Linked DNA regions of Hordeum vulgare: all the other regions are linked to region 3. A link is a contact called in public Hi-C data. All regions are on one chromosome and are shown on one strand. Each heading gives the region's core, a stretch centred on a gene start, on an enhancer-like site or on the middle of the called end of the contact. The rest is flanking DNA. Distances are from core to core; before and after follow the strand shown.

Region 1 (3,888 bases), core at 1,052-3,551, 510 kb after region 3:
CTAGCGACCTGGTGGCGCGTCCTGGAGGGGGGTCACGCAGGGAGGCCGTCTGGGCAGGCCCTGGCTCCCCTCTGGCCCATCTTCGTGCTTCATGAAGCTTCTGTCACACTGATTTTTATATATTTTTCTCGGGATTTTTGGGGCTCTGTAAATTTGGGTAAAAGTCCCTGCAAAAAAGACACCAGCAGACACAAACTGGCACTGGGTGCACTGAGTTAGTAGGTTAGTCGAAATATGTTTTAAAAGGTATGAAAGTGTAGCAAAACATATAACAATGTCACACAAAAGATCATGGAACAAGCAGAAATTATAGATACGTTTGGGACGTATCACGTGCCACTGTGTATCTAACGCGCTGAAGCTACCCTATTGGGCATAGCTAAACACGGCCGCCAACACTTTTCCTACAAACACTAGTAACTAATTGTAACTCCTGGACAGAGATCTAGGCGATTAATAAGCCGAGAGGGTCAATTAAGTATCCCAATGCGTGGTAGTATCTTGTCTTGGATAAAGTACAAAGAACTCAATTATTAAGGACGGTACCAATGAGACAACCCTCCATGTACTCCTACATGGACTCTCATCACTACCTTTACCAAATCGTGTTTACACGCTTTACTCTCACACAGCAGGACATGAACACAACCATTCCAATTCATTGTCTAGATGGATCAAAACCGACACGACTCTAAGCATAGCAGTCATATTAAGAAAGCATGGATAAGTAAGCACAACAAGGCTCAAGCAATTGCTACTCATCCCAAATGGTTTCAACTATTTACTGTGACAAAGACATGTCATGCAAAGGAATGGGTTCAACTACCGAGAACAAATAACATTGAATCGTTGTTGTCCTAATGCATTTAAAAGAGAGAAGGAGCGAGAGAGTGAGATTGTATCGGAATGCACAAGGGAGGTTGCTTGCCTCACAGTTCTCAGGATAACCATGGGTCTTCATTGGTGCCAACGATCACAACGCCGAAACCATCGTCTACCGAGAGGGAATAGCACCGGCAAAGAGAAAAAGAATAACATTTACTTCAAAGGAATGCAACACTATGATGCATGATCATGACATGCCAAAATGATGTTGATTGAGCTAATGCATCTAGCATCAAGATTAAATGAAGTTGGTTTGAACCAAAGGTTCAAATTGAAACTCCATATGTGAATATTTAAATGGCATTTTTTTGATTTTCCCTAAACAAAATACATAAGTTCTTCTAACATGCATGAAAATGCCACCACCAGATTCATCGATTTTTTTTGATAATTTCATATATAATTTATTTTCATTGGACTTACAAATTATTTTCAATGATTTTTAAAAGTTTTAAGAATTTTCTGGAATTAAATAAATCCAGAAATCAAATATTGCGTCACTTCTGTGTCAGAGTGCGGTCAACAAAGCCGGGTCAGGTCAAACCTGATGTGTGGGGTCCACACATCAGTGGCTCGGCTATAATTAACATGTTTCAGTTTTAACTAGGGCTTTATTAGACCACGGGGTCCACACGTGAGTAGCTCGTGGGATTAGCTAATTGGTAATTAGGCTTAACTTAATTATGTGGCATGCAGGACCTGCCGGTGAGTGGCCCAGGCCGGCGAGGCTCGACGCTAGTGACCTCTGGACACATCAGCGTCCGCGGAGGAGGCCACAAGGACATTGGAGATGGCACCAGGGCGTAGACCTCAACCCCCCTGCGTCTAGCGGGCCAACTCGGGGCTCGGGGGACGGTCGGAGTCGTCGTGTGCGACGATGGAGGTGGCGGCTGGAGCTCGGTGGTTGCACTCTTAGCGCTGGGATGTTCTATCAAGCAGGCTAGGGGACCGGGAGGCATCTACGGAGCAGCAGGAACCCAATGGTGCAACTAGGTCGAGTCGAAGTGCACCAGAGCATGGAGCTTGTCGTCAATGGAGGACGGTGGTGCTAGGAGCTCGCGTGGATGACGGCTACAGCACAGAGTGTATGGCATCGAGGCGGTTCCGTTGGCATGGCATCGAGGCGGTTCCGTTGGACAAGACAGAGGGGCAAGGGGTGGCTGGTTGCTACGCGAATGGTGGCCGGTGGCTACGTGAACGGTGGTAGCTTGGCCATGGACGATTCGGCATGGAAAAGGGGAAAAGACAGAGGGAGGGGAAAGGGAGGAGAGGGAGCTGGCAGGGTCGGCACGTCTGTGACGAAGCTATCCATCTCGTCGCACTAGCGGGGAGGGGGCGACAGGCTGGTGCATGGTGCGCTGAGCGCGCGTGTGCGTCGGGCACACGCCGGCGTCCTTCTGGCACGATGGAGAAGACGAGTGGCGAGCTGGGCCTGGTGGGCTGGCTGTCCAGTGGGCCGCGAGGTAAGCTCCAGGATAGTCCTCTCTATTTTCTGTTTGTTTCTGTCATTTATTTATTTGTATTATGTTTTTATTTGATTCAAATACCTAATCATTTGAAAACCTTTTGAAAATATTTATGTGGCTTATTGGAATATATTCAGGGCCACTTGCAACCTTTCAGAATTTTAGGTTCTATAAAACTATTTATAGTACTTATAGATCCAATGCAAAAACTTATTGGATTAACTAAAATTCCAAATATATATATTTTTGTGATTCCAAAAGTATTGGTTTAAGTTTTCCCTATTGCCAATATTTTCACAGAACAACAAGAACATTTTCTTGGAGTTGTTTGAGGCAATGTTATCTTGGTCATTTTTGTGAAGAATGCTTTATGAGGCTTACTAGATCCTCAATTCATTAAAAGAATGCATGTATGAAATGCAATGGCAAACATGTCTAAAACTAGGGATGTGGCACCAACTATATAGGTGCATGTGACGCCCCCATTTTGATCAAACGCTAATCATACATGCAAATGTGTACGACCAAGATTAGGGACTCAGGGGAAGGTATCACAACACAACCCTAGACGCAAATTAAAGTCATACAAGCTTAATATTACAAGCGACGGCCCTCGAGAGCTCGAATACATAAGCTCGAAAATAAACGAGTCGCGAAAGCAAGCAATATGTGAGTACAGACATAAGTACACAAGTTTTGCCTTAAGAAGGCTAGCACAAACATAAAATCTGAACGAAAAGGCAACACCTCCTGCCTAGGAGCCTCCTAACTACACTTGGTCGTCAGCGGCCTCCACATAGTAGTAGGCTCCATCGGGGAAGTAGTAGTCGCCTGCGGGATGACCCATCTCCTGGGCTTCGTCATATGGTCGTGACAATCGTATCAAAAGAAAAAGGGGGAGCAAAGCAACGATGGGTACTCATCCAAAGTACTCACAAGACTGACATGAGGACTATGCTAAATATGCATCAGTTTCAAAGGAATGGGGCTATATCTTTGGACTGACTGCAAAAAATTCCAGAATAAAGAGGGGGGCTAGTCCTATCGAAGACAAGCATCTTTAGTGTCTTGTAGTATTAGAAGAGTGTAGATCAGCAACACATATGTAATAATTATGTTGCACAAATTCATTAAAAATTCCCAGAGATCCTTCCTCGATTTCGTGCGAGAAAGCAATTTGGGAGCCAACATTTCAATTTAACATCACAAGTATCCAGTTCCAGTTATAGAAGATCAGGATACCCTCTGAGCGCCTATTACCGTGGACACGACTATTTGAATAGATATACTTCCGTGCAGGGGTGCACAAACTTACCCTACGTGCTCGATTAACTCCGGTCGGACACACTTTCCTGGGTCATGCCCGGCCTCTGCTGATCGACACGGTGTAGTCCTACCTAGGCTCAATAGAAAGGTCGCACGCCGGTTTACATCCTAATCACAAACGGGTCATGGGCCAATCTCCCTTCACAGTCCTGTGCATTGCGAGGATGGCCGATATCAGTCCTAGAACCTCTTAATATAAGAACATTCCTTG
Region 2 (3,595 bases), core at 956-3,455, 430 kb after region 3:
TGCATCTTGGAAAAAAAACATATGTTTTTCTTTCGTGAGAGGCACACATTTGCTTTTCGCGAAGACACATATTTACTTTTTTTGGGGCATAGATTTGCTTTCGTTGTGCCACTCAGAAATGAAAAAATGCATTTTATTTCTTTCTTTCGAGATAGGCATGGACGCACATATTTGCTTCCGCGGGAGGCACATCTATGCCTCTTTGGAAGGGAGGAAACATGCCTTCGACTCGCTTTTTTTCTTTCGGTATTTTTGTGAAAGAAAGTTCATGAAAATATATTAACATGTGATCTAGTTTTGAAGGTCTCGATGCGAGAAATCTGATGGTGAAAGTAGTTCGGAATTTGGAGACAAGGTTTGAGAGATAAAACATTATGAATAAACGAATAATCTATGGAAAAAGAGAAACACTCACGTTGCGACAAGTGGTGCCCATGCAGCGCGCGAGTTGTTGCAACCTAGAAAAGTTGGGAGTGACCTTTGCAAGGGATACCCATTAATTATTATTTTTAGGGGTAAACCAAGTACTATTCATCAAAGAACATAATAAGTGGGATACAATTCGGATCATAGAGTTATCCAAGCCACACATGACGTCCCTCACTCAGAGATGGAGGAAACTTGGCTAGACTATGTGTGTCGAAATTGATCGCACGACTTTCAAAAGTAAAATTACACTAAAATTAAAGTGCTATAAGATTAGTTTCGCTAATGATGGCATTGTAGCTTCCTAGGGCACCTTTGTTGATATCTCCTACCACTAGTTTGGAGTAAGAAGCGATGGCAAAATGTTGAAGATGCAAATCTCTAGCAATGGTGATAGCTCCTACACGCAATGGCCTCGAGGCTCGTTGGATTATGCACTCCTTGTATCACGAGTGAAGAGTTGTTCAAAAAATTTCTTCTTTGGCTCCGCATACCGCTGCCATGGAACCGCCCCTTCACGGTCGCACCGAGCATCAACATGAACTTTGGCGTAACGTAGTGGTGGTGCCTTAGGCCGTTGGCGCCTAACTTGAGAAAGATTTGATGGCCTCTCAATTATATGTGGACGAGTTTCTCTAACCATATCTAGTTCATCAATGAACCTCTTTTATAAATTATAGTTTGCTTGCAGTGTTAGAAATATGCCCTCACGGATGGCCTTGCGTCTAGCACACCACATGCCTTAAAGAGTAACCAAAGATTCGCAAAATGTACATGTGATAATGATTTCATAAGTGTAAATAAGCATTGCTTAGCACTTGGTTCATAGGTAGTTGCCAGAATTTGAGTCAAGTCCTGGTCGACAATAGCCCAAGTACATCCTGACTTTGTGCAAACTATCAATAAGTGTCTCCAGGAGTCGAGCACATCGCATAGTCCGCACAAACCATTGTCTTTCACGTGTTTGTAGGCCCTAACATCTTCCGTTGTGAGTGAATGTGTTGACAACCTCCATAGAAACAACCGTGCATTCGCCCAAACATGTGTCTTTCATAGCGATTTCCAAGCGTCTTGCTCGTCTCTGACGGTACTTGCGCCTTAATTAGTGACTTCGGTGCTTGTGCACTAGATGACTATCTATGGATCATCGTTCCAATTTAAGGCGCGCAAATCACACAAGACAATTGAAACGGGTCGGCCCATTAGCTAGGCAACTCCTTATTTGGTTTTGGCCACATTGAAGATTTCGGCTCACTCATATTGGTTTTTTCTCTAGATTGTTTTACTGTATTTTCTTTCGTTTTTATTTTTCCCTTTCATTTCCATTTTTTTCCTTTTTTAGAAAGATGTTCGTAAATTTTAAAAATAGTTTGGAATGTTAAAGTATTCGTGTTTGAAATACAATCACAGATTAAAAAAATTTGTGTTTCAGAAAATGTTTGGGATTTTTCAAAAATTTATCTCAATTTTTATATTCACGTTTTAAAAACTATACATCATTTCAAAAACAAGTTGTGTTTGTGAAAATATTCACATTTCTTATTTTTTGAAATTAGCATGTTAATAAAAGTTTGAAATTTCAAAAAGTGTACACTTTTTAAAAAAAAAAATGAGCCCACTAGCATTCAATTTTAGAAATAAAATCGTGAATTTTCAAAAAACCGAATTCGAAACGGTACGGCCTCCTGTTTGCTAGAGTACCAGGTCTACTGCAGTGCAGTTTAGCTACATCACAGAGGATAGCTACATGGACCGGCCTAGTCGGTCGGAGGCTCTGCGCGAAAGTGCGCCAGTTTGACGCACGCCTGCGACAAATAGGAGGGAGCTCCAAATATACATTCCGGTGAAGGCTAACGTGCCAGGTGCCTTCGTGCCTAACTTTTTTTTTTTGAAAGCCTTCGTGCCTAAATTGGCAAGCATCCTGGTGACTAATCTTCTCTAATTCGCTTGTAAGATTAACTTTGTGTAGTTAGCACTCTTGGTTACTTGCAGATGTTGTTTGCAGCATTACGTCTGTGGCTGCTTACCAGGTCCATGCAACGCATCATCAATGCGAAAACAATAAAAATAACAACTGGCTGTTGGACTGTTGGTTGTGCTTGATCAGGACTGCCGTTGGCCTGATCTAAGATTCAATTACTTGCCGATCCCGAGGCAAGTCTCCATGCTGACAATATTGACGTGGTCACGCGCGTGTGGTCACTGTTTGCATGTGCAAACGTTGCAGGATCACGAGCTGGTTGTCGCCACCACAGGACGCCGCGGCACTGGAAATCGAGCGAGAAGATTTGCGCTCACGCACTGCTCCCATCAGTTTTGTCCACATCCTCTTTATTCCCTTCACTTTCTCCTGACCTCATGTGCTTGTCATGGCATCCTGATCAGTTCATCGCTGATCTGATGTTAGTCATGTACATGCGGGGTTTCGTGAGTTTCGCCGTGGTGATCTCGGCTCCAAGATCCTCAGAACTAGGATTGGTTGAACTAGGGATGGTTTTTTTTTAAACGGGGGCAAAAGATTTGTCTCATATATTAAATAAGAGGAGAATAGAATTTTTATTACAAACCCCACACTACATAGAGCTCACTTTCCCGGTATGATGATGCCCAACTGTTTTGCTTTTGATGTTGTTGAGCAAGATTGTTGTTGGCGTATTCTTGTGATGAAAGACGCACGCGTTTCACTTATTCCAAAGAATCCATTCGACAAGCATCATAAGGGATGCCAATGCCTTCCTGTTGGGCTTGCTGTCATCGGATTTCTAGACCTATCAATCACTAACTGAATTCTCAAGATGCCAACCTGAATTATTAAAGTCAATCAAGTGGAGCCAGTCGTTCACCATGCTCCAAAGACGGAGTGTGAACCGGCACTTATAGAACATATGGGGATCGGACTCCTCTACTTGCTTGTAGAGTGGGCAGAGGTTACAGTTCGGCCATCCTCGCTTGGCTAGTCGGTCGGCGGTCCAAATACGGTCTTGTGTAGCCAGCCAGGAGAAAAACTTGTCCTTGGGAGGGGCTCACACTTTCCATATCATTTGCTCCATTGCAGAGTAGACCGTACCCAGGAATTGGGCCTTGTAGGCGGAGTCCGCGGAGTATTGCCCTCTTCTCGTGTGCCTCCACAGGATATGGTCTTCTGCATGCTCATCGAGGTGAAGGCCTT
Region 3 (4,128 bases), core at 112-2,611:
GCAATACTGTCTCTTAACTTTGATCAACATCAACAACATGAACTATCTAATAGACTAAATCCATTCACACCATAATCTTTGGTCTCTTTCAAGTGGGAACAGTTTTTAGTGGAACTAGATGATACCCCGCACGTTGTTGCGGGAATGTTTTGTAATATATTTGGTTATATGGGTATTTGGAGTAACAATATGATAACTATAAAAAGAAAATATAAATGATATATTATGTTTGATTACTGTGTAGTTGTATATTTTTTATTAAATATAAATAGCATAATAGAATGGAAATTCTTATGCATGTTTGGATGTTGAGGTGGACCTTTTCCCATGCATGTTACATGATGAGGTGGCATGCTTGCATGTTGATATTAATATAGTAGCGGGGGCTAGCTATCTAGATGTACAAGATTTTAGGAAAATATAATGTTTTCAAATAAAGTAGAGCAGAACAAGGTAGTCAGAGAAGAAAAATGTAGTTGTGTTTACTAGTGAACATGTGAGAGTTTTATAGTTATATCAAGTTTCAGTTATGAGGTGGTGTGGTTTCGGCCCGAATCCACGAGCTACAGACAATCCCTCAGGTAGTTGTTTAGGAAATGGCACATATTTAATAAGTAGAAGATGGTTGTAGATCACAATTGAGTTGATGTGGAGCATACTTGGCACCGAGGCTGAGAAGAGGATCGCACTTGCTCTTGGTTCTGTTCCAAACTGTAATATCACAACTGCAGATCACCAGTCAGTAAAAGCATAAGCATAAAACCATACATTCGATATTTTGATCACCAGTCAGTAAAAGCATAAGCATAATACTGATTTGAAATGTATAAAAATCCAAGACAAGAAGACAAGGTACCAAAGTAAAACTGTATGTTTCCCGGTAACAACAAAAGGGAAAAGAAGGAAGAGAGACAGAAGTAGAAGAGAAGGGAATCACCCAGCCTTGATGAGGTTTGATGCCATGGGGGCGCCCATGATCCCGAGGCCCAAGAACCCCACCCTTCCCTGGAATCCCATCCCTCCAGCAGCATCTGAGACGCAAGAAGAATCTGATAAGTACTAGTACTACATTGAATCTTTCAACTACACTACATACACAGCTGCGTCTGCTGAACCGAAGAAGGGAGCCGACACCTGACGAGGAGGACGACGAAGAGGCGGAGCAGGACACGAGGAGGCGGGATCCTCGGCGCAGGGGCAGCGTCACCCTGGGGCTGAGGAGGAAGCTGGCCGCGGCCATGGATGCAGATAATAAGCGGGATAAGATTCGAGCTCCGCGACGACGAAGCTACAACTGCTGGTGGTCGCGGATCCGCGGTCGCAAAAGCGTGATCTGGGACAGCGTGCGAGCCCAACGCGACGCGGCTGCGCCACCCGATCCGAACCCCGCTCCGGTTAGAGCAAGTACAAGGTCAGTCTGCACACTGTAAGGATTAAAATGCTACTCCCTCCGTTCTAAAATAAGTGTTTTAACTTTGTACTAGCTCTAGTACAAATTTGTACTAAGCTTGAGACAATAATTTTGAAACGGAGGGAGTATATTTTTGCTGAGTTGTATGAGAGAGAAGAGAAGAAAGAAGGGAAGCGGGCTCTTCGTGAAGAGTCAGCTCTAGCACGGGCTCCTAGGCGCTTTGTGAGAATGAAACGTGAGCCATATATGATAAAAGTAGTACTCTTTTATAGCTAACTATTGTACAAGCTAGCTATAAGATAAGCCATAAGACTGCTTATAGCCAGCAGTTGGCTATACTATTAACCAAGAGCAAGTACAATAAGGTACAGTCAGCAGACTGTAAGAATTAAAATACTACTCCCTTCGTTTCAAAATATAAGACCTTTTAGGAATTTTATAAGAGACTACGTAAGGAACAAAATGAATGAATCTATACTCTGAAATATGTCTATGTACATCCGTATGTAGTTTATAGTGCAATCTCTAAAATGTCTTATATTTAGGAACGGAGGAAGTATATTTTTACTGAGTTGGATGAGAGAGAAAAGAAGAGAGAAGGGAAGCGGACTCTTCGTGAAGAGCCAGCTCTAGCACGTGCTCCTAGGTGCTTTGTGAGAATGAAAGGTGGACCATATATGATAAAAGTAGTACTCTTTTATAGCTAACTATTGTACAAGTTAGCTATAAGATGAGCTATAAAACTGCTTATAGCCAGCAGTTGGCTATACTATTAACGGACTAAATCTTCTATTCTTAAATACGGAGTAGTTGTAACCTACTACCTATTATTTCTTCTCATGCAACCATGTCACATTATCAGTCATGCATTTAGTCATAATTTTTTTATGTAACCATGCGACATCATCAAGTCATACATGTGGTCATAAGTTATAATGTGTGCACTAATCTACACATTATTTCACTAATTTTTGTTATGAGAATAAAACGGTGTATACTTTAGAGCAAATATATGTAGATCATGTTACACTTTTTTATGCATCTCTTTGTTAAATGCTTCATATGATTTATTATTCTTGAAATATAAAACGAGAGCAATACTAATATGTTTTTAGCAAATAGATTTTGTTTTTCAACACCTATTTATATATCTATTTATCATGTTTTTTGCAGCAACGCGCGGGGCATCATCTAGTTATAAAAATACCACCACAATTGCTTTGTAATTTGCTGAAAACAACCCAAATGTTAAAATTTTACAAAAAAGACCAATTTTCAGTTTTTGTAATAGAACAAAGCCACTTCGTTTTTCATGTCGAATCTTGACCAAAAACCATTGGTTGTATTTTGTAAAAAATATATGACTGAAAAGTTCTTTCAAATGTGCATCCAATGGTATACATTTTATGGCATATGACTCACATTTCATTGGTAAAATTAATGATCAAAATTCGACATAAACATATGAAGTGACCTTTTATTAGTAGATGAAAGGGGTACTATGGATCGGTTGTTTTTGCAAACTTTTAGCGTTTCGACAAACTTCAAACGTTATTGTGGTGGATTTTTCAATTTAGTCCTAGTTAGCCAACTTTGCCTTTGGTACTTTATTTGTTAGTAGAAAGAGCACATACAACACACTATTATTTGGACAAATATGTTAGGGCACCTTCAACACCGACCCTCAAAGTGAGCACTGTATTTATCCATGGACTGGTCCGGACTCTCCCGTGAACAACGGTATGGGAGTCGACAATCTCACCTTGTCCCTTAAACGTTTGCCTCTACTTGTTAGAATCCACAAGTTTAAAATAATAACATATCAAATCTTTGATGAGTGAAAATATTCAAATGCCACAATAGTTCTAATTAAAATATTACAATCCAACTAAGTTTTTAAATAAAATAGTTCAAACTTGAATCCAACTAAGTTTTCAAATAAAATATTAAAATAGTCCCAAATTTGTTGATTCATTTGAACAAAGTGGTCGAATTCAGATGTGGAAGTTAGATAGGATCATCCATGCTCTCAAATTCCAGACCTCCAGCAAAATCTTCATCCTCACCCTTCGTGATCATGTCGTGCATGATCACACAATATGTCATCACCTATCACAAAGATCTTTGGATTCCATTGTTTAGCACGTCCATGAACAACTACGAAACGGGTTTGAAGCACTCCAAATGCCCCTCTCCACATACTTTCTAGCTCCTTCTTATATCTGGGGAAAGAGAGTTTTTCTAATGTGTCCGAAGGGGTTGAATCTCAGGTTGCCCGCATTGGGTGCAAATATTTGTCTTGTGTGTGTGCAAGTACTATCGACGTTCGTTTGCATGAGTCTCCTACTGGTTCGATAAACCATGGTTCTTAATAGAGGGAAATACTATCTCCTACTATACTACATCACCCTTCATTTTCGAGGAAATCCCAACGACTATCACAAGTAGCAGAAGAATTTCTCGCGTTGTTGTTGGGGCGACTTCATGAAACAAATATATGTCCCTTCACACACATTTATCATTTACTTCCTCTATTTTTTATTTACCTTTATTTGTTTTTGTTAAAAAATAAAAATACCAAAAGTATCATGTGTGCATTCCTTGTTTGTTGCTATGGCTAGCTCTTCGCTTGTTTCTTCTACCCCTGAAAATGAAGTGCTCAATTTTAAACGACGAGGGGGGGGGGGGGAGTTTAAAAGATGCTTGGTCGAGGATTT

What was found. A called contact is a pair of places that touch in the nucleus more often than the background predicts.
Region 1: a Hi-C map of seedling shows a contact between it and region 3, with 4 times the contacts expected there. The contact joins the enhancer-like site here to the promoter of LOC123443748 in region 3. A contact is called at or near these places in 2 of 6 Hi-C or Micro-C datasets (leaf and seedling).
Region 2: a contact with region 3 is called in a Hi-C map of leaf, with 2.4 times the contacts expected there. The contact joins the enhancer-like site here to the promoter of LOC123443748 in region 3. A contact is called at or near these places in 3 of 6 Hi-C or Micro-C datasets (leaf and seedling).

Annotation. Positions count from the first base shown.
Region 1 is chr3H:326,017,645-326,021,532 of MorexV3_pseudomolecules_assembly, forward strand. No RefSeq gene overlaps it. Among protein-coding and RNA genes, the nearest start is that of LOC123441736, 37 kb to the left of the region's middle. Within about 2 kb of position 2,302, at least 3 of the 3 cell types and tissues checked have open chromatin away from gene starts, as enhancers often do. A contact at or near this core is called in leaf and seedling, where this site is marked.
Region 2 is chr3H:325,945,261-325,948,855 of MorexV3_pseudomolecules_assembly, forward strand. It overlaps the pseudogene LOC123441735. Among protein-coding and RNA genes, the nearest start is that of LOC123441736, 36 kb to the right of the region's middle. Within about 2 kb of position 2,206, at least 2 of the 3 cell types and tissues checked have open chromatin away from gene starts, as enhancers often do. A contact at or near this core is called in leaf, where this site is marked.
Region 3 is chr3H:325,511,492-325,515,619 of MorexV3_pseudomolecules_assembly, forward strand. It overlaps LOC123443748 (glyoxylate/succinic semialdehyde reductase 2, chloroplastic), which reads right to left and starts at 1,362. Exons shown (of 12, transcript XM_045120269.1): 1 at 1,135-1,362; 2 at 938-1,031; 3 at 660-725. The coding sequence starts at 1,240.